Regions from separate parts of the Sus scrofa genome. Here region 2 is linked to region 1. Evidence: chromatin contacts called from public Hi-C data. All regions are on one chromosome and are shown on one strand. The core of a region is the stretch at or near the end of the contact, and the rest is flanking DNA. Distances in the headings are between cores, read along the strand shown. Region 1 has its middle 11 kb from the start of SPC24. Region 2 holds the start of TSPAN16 (tetraspanin-16).

What was found. A called contact is a pair of places that touch in the nucleus more often than the background predicts.
Region 2: a contact with region 1 is called in a Hi-C map of embryonic fibroblasts, with 2.7 times the contacts expected there. The contact joins the promoter of TSPAN16 here to the enhancer-like site in region 1. A contact is called at or near these places in 1 of 5 promoter capture datasets (liver), 5 of 47 Hi-C or Micro-C datasets (embryonic fibroblasts, liver, retroperitoneal adipose tissue and 1 more) and 1 of 2 datasets of contacts at active chromatin or transcription factors (skeletal muscle).

Annotation. Positions count from the first base shown.
Region 1 is chr2:69,876,827-69,882,360 of Sscrofa11.1, forward strand. No RefSeq gene overlaps it. Among named protein-coding and RNA genes, the nearest start is that of SPC24, 11 kb to the right of the region's middle. Within about 2 kb of position 1,640, at least 48 of the 83 cell types and tissues checked have an H3K27ac peak or open chromatin away from gene starts, as enhancers often do. A contact at or near this core is called in embryonic fibroblasts, liver, retroperitoneal adipose tissue and 1 more, where this site is marked.
Region 2 is chr2:69,995,476-70,000,891 of Sscrofa11.1, forward strand. It overlaps TSPAN16 (tetraspanin-16), which reads left to right and starts at 3,704. Exons shown (of 6, transcript XM_021083874.1): 1 at 3,704-3,846. The coding sequence starts at 3,778.

The sequences.
Region 1 (5,534 bases), core at 390-2,889:
CTGCAGCTGTGGCTTAGGTCACAAATGCAGCTCAGATCTGATCCCTAACCTGGGACCTCCATATGCTGCAGGGAGGCCAAAAAAGGAAAAAGGAAAAAAAGAAAAAAAAAAGGGAACTATCATGTGATCCAGCAGTTCCATTTCTGGGTATATAAACACAGAAGAATTGAAATCAGTGACCTAAATATTTGCACACCTGAGTTCATAGAATTATTTGCAATAGCCAAAGGTGGAAACAACCCACATGTCCATCCACAGGTGAAGAGGTAAAAAATATGTGTATATATACAATGGAATATTTTTCAGCCTGAAAAAGAAAGAAAACTGGGACACGGGCTAAGACATGGATAGATCTCGAGGTCATTGTGCTAAAGGGAAATCAGTCAGTTACAAAAAGATAACTACTGTCTGATTCCGCTTACATGAAGTCACTAGTGTAGTCAAATTCCTAGAGACAGAAAGTAGGACAGCGGGTGCCAGGGGCTGAGGGACAGGGATGGGGAGTTGGCAGGTAATCGGTACAGGCTTTCAGGTTTGCAAGAGGAAAGAGCTGTATGGATGGTGGGGATGGTGGCACAATGGGAGTGTGCGTAATGCCACTGAGCTGCAGCATGCTTTTTCTGTTTTTTCTTTTTTGGCCACCTTGTGGCATATGGAATTCCCAGAGCAGGGATCAGATCTGAGCCATAGTTACTGCTGCTAGACAATGCCAGATCCTTAACCCACTGTGCCAAGCTGGGGATTGAACCTGCATCCCAGTGTCCCAGAGACACTGGAGATTCCATTGCCCCACAACTGGAACTCCTGCAACATGGTTTAGATGGTAAAGTTCAGGGAGTTTCCTGGTGGCTCAGGAGGTTAATAAGGATCCTGTGTTGTCAATGCAGTGGCTCTGGGCACTGCTGTGGCCCAGGTACGACCCCTGGCCCTAGGAACTTCTGCATGCAGCAGATGCAGCCAAAAAAATAAAGTTTATGTTATGTATATCAGACTACAACTGAGAATAATGCTAAATACTACTAAAATAAATAAATAAATAAATAAAAAGACCAGATGCAGAAACAAGAAGTCATCCACAAATAACAGCAGAGGAAGATGCCCTGCTCCCGGAGCCCAGGAGCTATGGGAACCTTGGAGACCGGTCCATGGCAGACTCAGGCCTCTCCCCACCTCCAGGACCCCTTCCACCAGTACCCTCCGTGGGCTGAACCCAGCGGGACCTGTGAAATGGGGTTTCCCTGCCTTACAGAGTGGACTGAGAGATGGCAGTGATGGGCCCAGGAGCAAAAGACCCGGAGTGTGGGGCCAATGTGGGAAGAAAGAGCACATACTGGGCCAGGCGGCCTGGGTTGAGCTGGATGACCTTGGATCCATCAGAGCCTCAGTTTCCCCAAGTGAAGTGGCGGCGTTGCTGATCTCCACCTCCCCAGCTTGGCGAGTGCCAGGCGATCTGGTGGAGAGAAGCACCAGGAGCCGCAGGGACTGTTATCTTTTCTGTGTCCACTGGGTGGCACTTCCTTCCTTCCTTCCGCCTTTTGTCCTGGGAAGGTTCCAAAATGCCTCTGGGGGCGAAAGCTGAGCAGACCGCACAGGAAGTGTCCGGGGCCTGCACACACGGACGGTCGATAATTGTTTGATTGACTGACTTCATGCTCAGCCGTGTGGCAAACTGGACAAATGAGCCTGAGTGGCCAGGCACGCTGGAGGGGCCGAGGGTGCCGCCAGGGGCGGGTGGGGCAGAACTTAGGAGGTCCCGAAGTGAGGCAGAGTCTGGGAGAGGCCAGAGGTGATGGAAGCTTCTGGTCTCTGGCCTAGGCAATTTTCCATTAAGGGAGCGGGTAGTTACTGAAATCCTTCGGCAGGCACCCCCTTCATGGCACTGAGTGTGACACAGACACTCAGGATTAGAACCTCAGGACAAATAAAAGCAAATGCTTTTGGGGGGTTAACTCCTCTGCTGCCTAAGTAGGGGACAAGCCCAAAGCCCATTTTAGGGATGGGAAAATGGAGACTGGGTCACAGGGCTGGGCTCCCGCAATTCCTAGTGGGACCCAACCCCCATTTGCCTCTCTCCTCCAGGAGCCCGAGGGCGCGCAGGGGGGTGGGGGCAGCCTGGTGGTGGTCCTCTCTGTGCTCCAGTGGGGTCCCCTAGGGAAAGGTGTGAATGTCACTTGGAGCTGGTCGGTGGGCCCAGCCCCACAAAGGGGTGGGGAGCAGACTGGACCTAGAGAACAAGGTGCAGGCATGAGGGACCCTGACCTCCCCCTCTCCACCGGCTCAACAGCTCTGGCCAGGACCGGCTGGACAGTGGGAGGAAACTGCTCCCCCAAGCCTGTCGCCCCAACTCGTGTCCTCTGCCGCCCCCAGCCCGGCATCCGAAACCACAGCTGCCTGTGGTGAGTCAGGCTGGAGCCTGCTGGGCTGAGCCCAGGTCCGTGGGAGGGAAGGGGGGGCAGGAAGGGAGGGAGGAAAGGGGGGGAGAGCTGTCCCCATGCCGGCCCCTCCCCCATCTGAGCCCTCTCCCCTCCCCCAGGAAGTGAATTCCCTTGTTGATGAAGGGATGAGAGAGCAGCTGAGAGTTGGAGTTTGAGCGGTCACTGGTCAGATCATCCACCCCACCAAGCAGGGCAGCAGCGTGTGTCCGGGAGTGGAGGCCAGTGCGGGGACAGCCTCCAGGACTCCTGGGACCTGTCCTGCCTCCCCTCCAGGCAGCTCAGGTTTCAGCACTGACTCCTGCCCTGGGTGAAGGGGCTCCTCCCCAGCACAGCTGCTCTGCTCACCCCTGCCTCCTCTCCCACGCTGTACACATGGCTGTGAGTGGGATGGAGGGGGGAGCTTGGGGGTTCAGTGAGACTAGCCCCCTAGTCCACTGGGCTCTGCACCATGACGTGTGTCAAGAGGCCACTGTCAGGCTTCCCTTTCCCCAAGCCCCAACTCTGGGGCCCCTCCCCAATCCGAAAATCCTCCTCATGTCTCATTGAGGACTGCAGGCCTGGCATGATCCAGCCCTGTGGCCTTGTGGTCCTCTCCATGCTGGCCCCTCGGCTGCCTCTGAACACCTACCTTTTGCATTTACTGTTCCCCCTGCAAGGATCACTGTCTCCACATTTTTTTTTTTTTTTTTTTTTTTTTTTTTGTCTTTTTCTAAGGCCACATCTGTGGCATATGGAGATTCCCAGGCTAGGGGTTGAATCGGAGCTGAAGCCACCGGCCTACACCTTAGCCACAGCAACGCCAGATCTGAGCCCCGTCTGCAACCTACACCACAGCTCACGGCAACGCTGGATCCTTAACCCACTGAGCAAGATCAGGGATTGAACTCGCAACCTCATGGTTCCTAGTCGGGAACTCCAGTCTCCACATTTTTATTCCCAGGGACTCTGGTCTATCTGGGCTCAAATGACTTCTCTCTCCCTGGGCCTCCCATAGAGGCATCACCCAAACAGTTACAGCTTTATCACTGAGATGATCTCAATCATAGGTCTGGGTTAAGAGTACAAGTTGTGGGGAGTTCCCGTCGTGGCTCAGTGGTTAACAAATCTGACTAGGAACCATGAGGTTGAGGGTTCGGTCCCTGGCCTTGCTCAGTGGGTTAAGGTTCCAGCGTTGCCGTGAGCTGTGGTGTAGGTGGCAGACTTGGCTCAGATCCTGCGTTGCTGTGGCTCTGGCGTAGGCCGGCGGCTACAGCTCCGATTCAACCCCTAGCCTGGGAACCTCCATATGCCACAGGAGCGGCCCAAGAAATGGCAAAAAGAGAAAAAAAAAAAAACAAAACAAAAAAAAAGAGAGTACAAGTTGTGGATCCAGCTCTAATGCGGGCTCTGCCACCCATCAGCTGTGAAACCTTCCACAAATAGCTTGCCATCTCTATGCTTGTTTGATCACCTGTAAGGACACTGGAAGCCGGCACACAGCACCTGCTCATGGCATCCACTGGAGTGTGGCTCACGGTTACCCAGTACACACTTCTGAGTCAGCTGGGGAGGCTGGTGCCTCCTGGTGCCTTCCTGAGAGTGGTCCAAGCACTGTCATGTCTGTGTCACTCCCCTGTGACCAGTTCTCCCAGCCTCTCCCCAGCCTCGGCCCACCAAACTTGCCAGAGGTCTGCTTGAGAGGTTCAGCCTCTTGACTTCCACATACCCTGGGGAATTTTCCCCAGAAACACCAATAACTAATATAAGCACCAATAACCAATATGAGCACCACCAATATAAGCCAGACTGGCCAGGTGTGTGGATATATGGCAACCGCTGATCACTGGTGATTTTAAAGTATCTAGAACTTGTTATTTTGGTTTTTCATTGCCCAGTAGGTAGGTCTCCACCAAGCACACTCCTGAGTTCCAGTCCTTGCTTGGTTTCCTTCTACCTGGGTGACCTGGGACAAGGGACAGGAGCCGCAGAGGCTGTGTCTCACCTGAAAAACCAAGATGCTCCTCCACAGACCCTAGGGCCCCACTGGTGAGTTCAGCCTTCTAAGGTGTCATTGTCCTGCGACTTTGGGCAACTGACTGGACCAGGCTGTGCCTCAGTTTCTCCTCGTGAAAAATGGCTTCTCCCCACTGGCTTGGGATGGTGCTAGCCTGAGGGGGTGCAGGAGGAGGAGCGGGTGTGGAGGGGGGGGAGGCAGCGCATGGGGTCAGGTCTTAGTGATGCAGGTGCAAGGCCTTGGTTCCTCAATTACCTCTGGGTTTGGGGGTTGCCAATCCTGCTCCCACCTCAACCAGGCTGGCCGAGCGCTCTGTGGGCTCCTGGCTGGCCTCCAAAATTTGGGAAAGAGCTGGTGGCCACTGATAGGTCGTTTCTCGGAGGAAGAGCAGGCAGGGGCGGGGGTGGGGGTGCAGGCTGGAAGCCACAGGGCCAAGGCGGTCCGGGCGTCCGGCCAGTGCTGGGCAGTGAGTCAGGGCCCAGGCATGTGGAGGGCCAGGCCTCTCCCGGCCCCTGTGAGCTCAGCACCTCCCTGAACCCGCCCGCTGGGTCCTGCTGCGTTCTTAACCCACTTGCTCACTCCTTGGGCCAGTCGCGGGGGCTGCCTGGGGAGACAGAGACATGGCCCCTCTGAACCTGGGTCTGTGCAGCCTCCCTCAAGCAACCTTCTTCTACTTGGGGACACGGGGCTTCAGGCGGACAACGCCTCCTGTGTCCTTCCCAGAACAAAGTGAGGTGATTGCTTGAGGCAGGGGAACAGGCCCATGGGGATTAGCCTGGGCCTGTAACTTCACCCACCCAATACTTGCTTTCTCTCCCAGGGACTCTGCCCAAAAGTCTGAGAGTGGTATACCTCTCTCCCTGCCCTAGGACCCTCAGCTGAGCCAGGTCTACTGGGGTGGGGGGCTGGGAGGGGGAAGCATTCATGCAGGGGAGCCAGTGGAGGCTGGCTCTGTCAGCAGGAATGGCCATCAAGGTGACAGCAGCCCTTCAGCTGACTTTGGAGGATGACTGACTGGTTCCTGGTCAAGGCTGCAAGGCAGGTGGGCTGCCATGTGTGTGGCCCTCCCAGCATTGTTGTGACAAGGGTGTATTCTTGGCATATGC
Region 2 (5,416 bases), core at 2,454-4,953, 120 kb after region 1:
CTGTCTGGCTCATTGCTACGTGGGTTGTACTTTGTGGCTGGAGAATTTTGAATATTATCCAGGATATTTTTGGTGCTCCTGGTTTACTCCTCTCCTTTCCAGAAGCTAAGACTTTGCTAGGCTGAAGGGGTAGACATTCTGGATTTTTACAAAGAGAGAAAGAGAACTGGGGAGAGCAGTGAGCAGTGAGGACAGGGGCCTCCCTGTCACCCCCTAACGCACAGGGCCTTAGTACTCGGGAGTGAGCACAGAGGCTCCAAAATAAGTCAGAATGTGAAAAAGATGAAAAAAAATGGAATTTTAAAACTATAAATCCAAATAAAAAAATCCCTAACTGTGGAAATGCTGTCTGCTTCCTTTTCAGTTGACAGCAGTGATTGTCACTAAGATCTTCTACTTTTTGTCAAAGATGTCAACCCATGATGCTATAGCCCATGACACCCATGCACCCATCCCTGTCAAGGGCTGAAGTCCATGGTCTGGGAGACCCAGAGCAAGTGAATGATGCCAAGCAAGAGGACCAGTCTCAGCATGAACAGGAACTTCTCTTTCCTGCACTCCAGACTTTTCTGTTGGATGGTGAATTCTGATTTGTCACCTCCTCCCTCAATGATTGTTACTAACATAACTTAAACCATAACATGCCCCCTTGTCAAGGGTGGGGTCCATGTTTTGTGGGGCCTAAATACACAAATACATCAATGCTACAAATTTTAGAAGAGCAATTGACAAGGTGAACCTATCCCCAGAATCTCTGATGTTGCTGTTGATGATAAATACATCAATTTCAGGACAGTTCATAGACTGATATGAGTTATTGATATAACTGCTGTGTGTGTGAAAGACACTCCATATTCTTGGAATTTGTGCTTTTTAAAAACTCTAAAGTATAAAGAAGGAAAAATAAAATAAAATATAAGGAAGAAGGCCAAGTCAAGTTCCTGTGGTGCCTCAACAGTAATGAACTTGACTAGTATCCAAGAGGAAGCAGGTTCGATCACTGGCCTCGCTTAGTAGGTTAAGGATACGGTGTTGCCATGAGCTGTGGTGTAGGTAACAGACGTGTCTTGCATCTGGCATTGCTGTGGCTGTGGTGTAGGCCTGCAGCTACAGCTCTGATTTGACCCCTAGCCTGGGAACTTCCATATGCTGCAAGTGCAGCCCTAAAAAGCTACTATACTAAAAAAAAAAAAAAAAAAAAAAAAAAAAAAGACCAAGGATGTGGAGAAATACATTAGGACTCTTAACACACCTAAGCCCTGTAATTAAGGAAATACTGGACTGACTCTTCTGTTTATTTATTTATTAATTTATTTTTTCAGGGCTGTACCCATAGCCTATGGAAGTTCCCAGGCCAGGGGTCGAACTGGAACTGCAGCTGCTGGCTTACACCACAGCTCAGGGCAATGCCGGATCCTTAACCCACCCAGCAAGGCCAGGGATAGAAACCCCATCCTCATGGATACTAGTTGGGTTAGTTTCTGCTGAGCCACAACAGTAATTCCAATCCTCTGTTATTCTGCAGTGGTGTTTCAGTGTCCTCCTAATTGCTCTATAGCGCCACCTCAAGAGGGGTTTATCACTGTTTTCTAGACCCTTTGACCTCTGATAAATTTCACCGGCTTTCTTCAGTGTTTTTTTGTTTGTTTGTTTGTTTTTTGCTTTTTGTTTTCTTTCCCTCCCAAATGTCTTGAATTTTCAGTTCGCAGGATGCCTGCGCTATTCTGTCTCTTTGCATCAATTCAGTGTGTGTGTGTGTGTGTGTGTGTTGGGGGGACTTAGGGGTGGGTCTTGCCTCTCCATTTCCTCACGCCGGAGTGCTGAGTGGCGGCCCTGGGGGACAGAGGCACATTTTGGTGTATCTGGGAGTTCCCGTTGTGGCGCAGCAGAAACGAATCGATTTCCATGAGGATGAGAGTTCCATCCCTGGCCTGGCTCAGTGGGTTGGGAAATCCAGCGTTGCTGTGAGCTGTGGCCTAAGTAGCAGATTCGACTAGGATCCACCTTTGCTGTGGCTGTGCCACAGGCCCGCAGCCGTAGCTCCGATTTGACCGCTATCCTGGGAACTTCCATGTGCCGTGGGTGCGGCCCTAAAAAGCAAATAATAAAAAAGTAAAAAAAATAGATGTATCTGGCTAGGAGAGTCAGACTCGGCGAGTAGGAAGGGCAGTATTTTCTCTGATGGCCACCAGGGGGTGCGCGAGGCCGGGACGTGGGCCTCCGTCTTGCTGGGAAGTCGGGGCGGGGCGGGGGCGGGGCTGCCTCGGGGCGGGGCTGCCTCGGGGCGGGGCTGCCTCGGGGACGGGGCTGCCTCGGGGGCGGGGCTGTCTCTGGGGCTCCAGCCACGTCCAGCGTTAGGTACTCATTTCCCAGTTTCGGCCAGGGCTGCTTACCTTTGGAGCAGGACCCTACGTCCACACCACTCTGCCCCCCCACCTTCCCTGCCCTATATCTGTCCTTCATTTTCCCTCCCTCTTTTGCCGTCCTTCTGTCCTGCTCTTTGCCTCTGTTTTCTCCCCACCTTTGTACTCCTATTTTTGGGCCCTCAGATCCTAGTTCTGAGGCTCCTTATTTCAAATGACCTTTTAGAAAAAGATGTGGAAGGACGCACTCCTAGCATTGATGTGACCCATGGTCCAGGGAGGAGACAGTGACGCCTTCAGAAACATCTTGCTTAGTTTTACATGTTCCAAGGAGCAGGCAATTTGACAAACATTCATTCAGTTAATTCAAGTGGAAAGTATTTTCTTTCTTTAGTTGGGCCTTGGGAGTTACCGAAGATCATGAAAACCCTGAGCCCTCCAGGACCTGGCCACAGACAAGCTGCACGGAGGAGCACAGGCTTGGACCTAGATGGGGTGGAGAGAGAGAGACAGTAGGGGCTAGTGGCTGCAAGGAACTGGGCCTGGGAGCCATCAGAGCCTACAAGTACATTTTTTTGCTGTGAGATGCCCTCTGTGTCTGTGTTATCAAGAAAGGCCTAGTGATCAATGACACATGGGCTCAAGGACAGTATCTTCACTAGCTGTGGATGAGCAGACCTTGGATGGAGAAAGTACAGGCTCTCAGGTACACAGGGGTCTGAGTTCTTACCTTTGTATCACTCTGGGAACTCCAAAGCCCAGCCTTGGCTCTGCTGCCTGTGTGGCTGTGGGCAGTTACCTTGGCCTCTCTGAGCTCTGTGAAGAGGATGAACTCAGTGAGCTAAGGTGTAGGGAGGGACTTGGGGAACCTGAAGGCTTGCAGCTAGATTCCTGCTTTGTGGAACCTCTTTGTTCATTCCACAGAGGTTTCTTGAGCACCACTGTGTATCAGGCTTTGGGAACATAGCCATGGGTAGGAGAACCCAGGCCCCTGTCCACTAGGAGGTTCCAGTCTAGTGGGGGCATTAGCTACATAGTTGGTCAGTGCTGAGCACTATGCCCACAGGGCCTGGGTAGCATCAAAGGGGTACCAGGGTGGCACACCATGTCTCTTCTCCATCCTTGGTGTGACCCATTTGGAGAATGAGGAACCAGCAGGGTGCAGTTTGGGGCACCTACTTCCCTAGCACTAGGATCCTTGCTCTGGCATCTGATTGTGATGTGATAAAGGCTGATGACTGAAGAGAGGCAGCTGCTAGACCCCCTTCCATGCAGAGAAAGAGGCAATCAGGAAAGAGAGGGGGCAGAGCAGGTCAGCTTTGGTGCCCCCAAACCTCTACCATCTTGGAAAACATAGCCCAGAGGTTTAGGAAGATGCTGACTTAAATGGTCAGAGCACACCAGTCTGGCCGACATGGCTGAAGTACACACTACGTATTATTCCTTGAAGAAACTGTTATCTTTCTTCAATGGCATCATGGCTGTAAGTATGTCACAATCCGGTCCCTGGGGGCTTTGCAGCCCTTCCTCCACAGCTGGCTCCTTCAAAGACAGAAATAAGTTGATCTAATTCACTGGCATCCAGATCTGTGGTCCCTAGGGAACCAGGAGGGATGTAGGGCAGACTGACGAGGAGCAGGACGCTCTGGGACCAGGCGTCGCCTCCAACGACCCAGAGCTGCTGAAATCAGGCAGAGGAGTCCTTTATTTCTCTGCCTTCTCTGGGTCCTTTACCTTTTTTTTTTTTCCCTTTGCTTTTTAGGGCCTCATCTGCTGCATATGGAGGTTCCCAGGCTAGGGGTCAAATCAGAGCTACAGCTGACGGCCTACGCCATAGCCACAGCAACGCAGGATCTGAGCCACATCTGTGACTTACACAACAGCTCACGGCAATGCCAGAACCTTAACTCACTGAGGGAGGCCAGGGATCAAACCCAAAACCTCATAGTTCCTACTCAGATTCATTTGCGCTGCGCCAAGACGGGAACTCTGGTTCTTTACTTTTTTAAATTTTGTTTTGCATTTTTTCAGGGCCATACCTGCAGCATATGGAGGTCCTCAGGCTAGGGGGGTGGGGATTGCAGAGCCCACAGGGAGAAGAGCCCTGGCGGGATGAGGGATCATGGGATGAGGGGTTCTGGGCAGGAGGTGGAGAGAACGGAGCCTGCCTGGCAGCTGCCAGCCTACACCACAGCCATGGCAATGCCAGATCCGAGCTGTGTCTGTGACTGACGCCACAGCTCACGGCAATGCCAGATCCTTAACCCACTGAGCAAGGCCAGGGATTGAACCTGCATCCTCATGGATACTAGTCCTATCCTTAACCTACTGAGCCACCACAGGAACTCTCTGTCCTTTACATTTTTTCAAACCATTTTTTTCTTACTGTAAAAGTAACCCAAGGAGTTCCCTGGTGGCTCATTGGGTTAAGGACCTGGCATTGCTGAGGTTGTAGCACAGGCTGCAGCTGCAGCTTGGGTTTGACCCCTGGCCCGGGAACTTCCACTTGCAGCAGATGCAGCCCCCCACCTCAAAAAAAGTAATCTGAAATATTCACTGTTAAAGAAGTAGTTGCTTTCTTTTTTGTTTATTTTCCTTAACCCACTTATTGAGTCCAGGAATAGAACCAGCATCCTCATGGATACTAGTCAGGTTCTTAACCCACTGGGCCACAACGGGAACTCCAGAAGTCATTGTTTTTAATAGTAAAACAGTATGAGTAAAGGCTGCCAGGAAAGAGAAGAAAATTAAAAATCACTCCTCCTCGGAGTTCCCGTCATGGCTCAGTGATTAACGAATCCTACTAGGAACCATGAGGTTGCAGGTTCGATCCCTGGCATTACTTAGTGGGTTAAGAATCTGGCATTGCCTTGAGCTGTGGTGTAGGTCGCAGATGTGGCTCAGATCCAGAGTTGCTGTGGCTCTGGTGTAGGTTGGTGGCTACAACTCCGATTAGACCCCTAGCCTGGGAACCTCCACATGCTGCGGTGCAGCCCTAGAAATGACCCAAAAAAAAAAAAAAATCACTCCTCCTCTCCTTACCTGTGATGTAC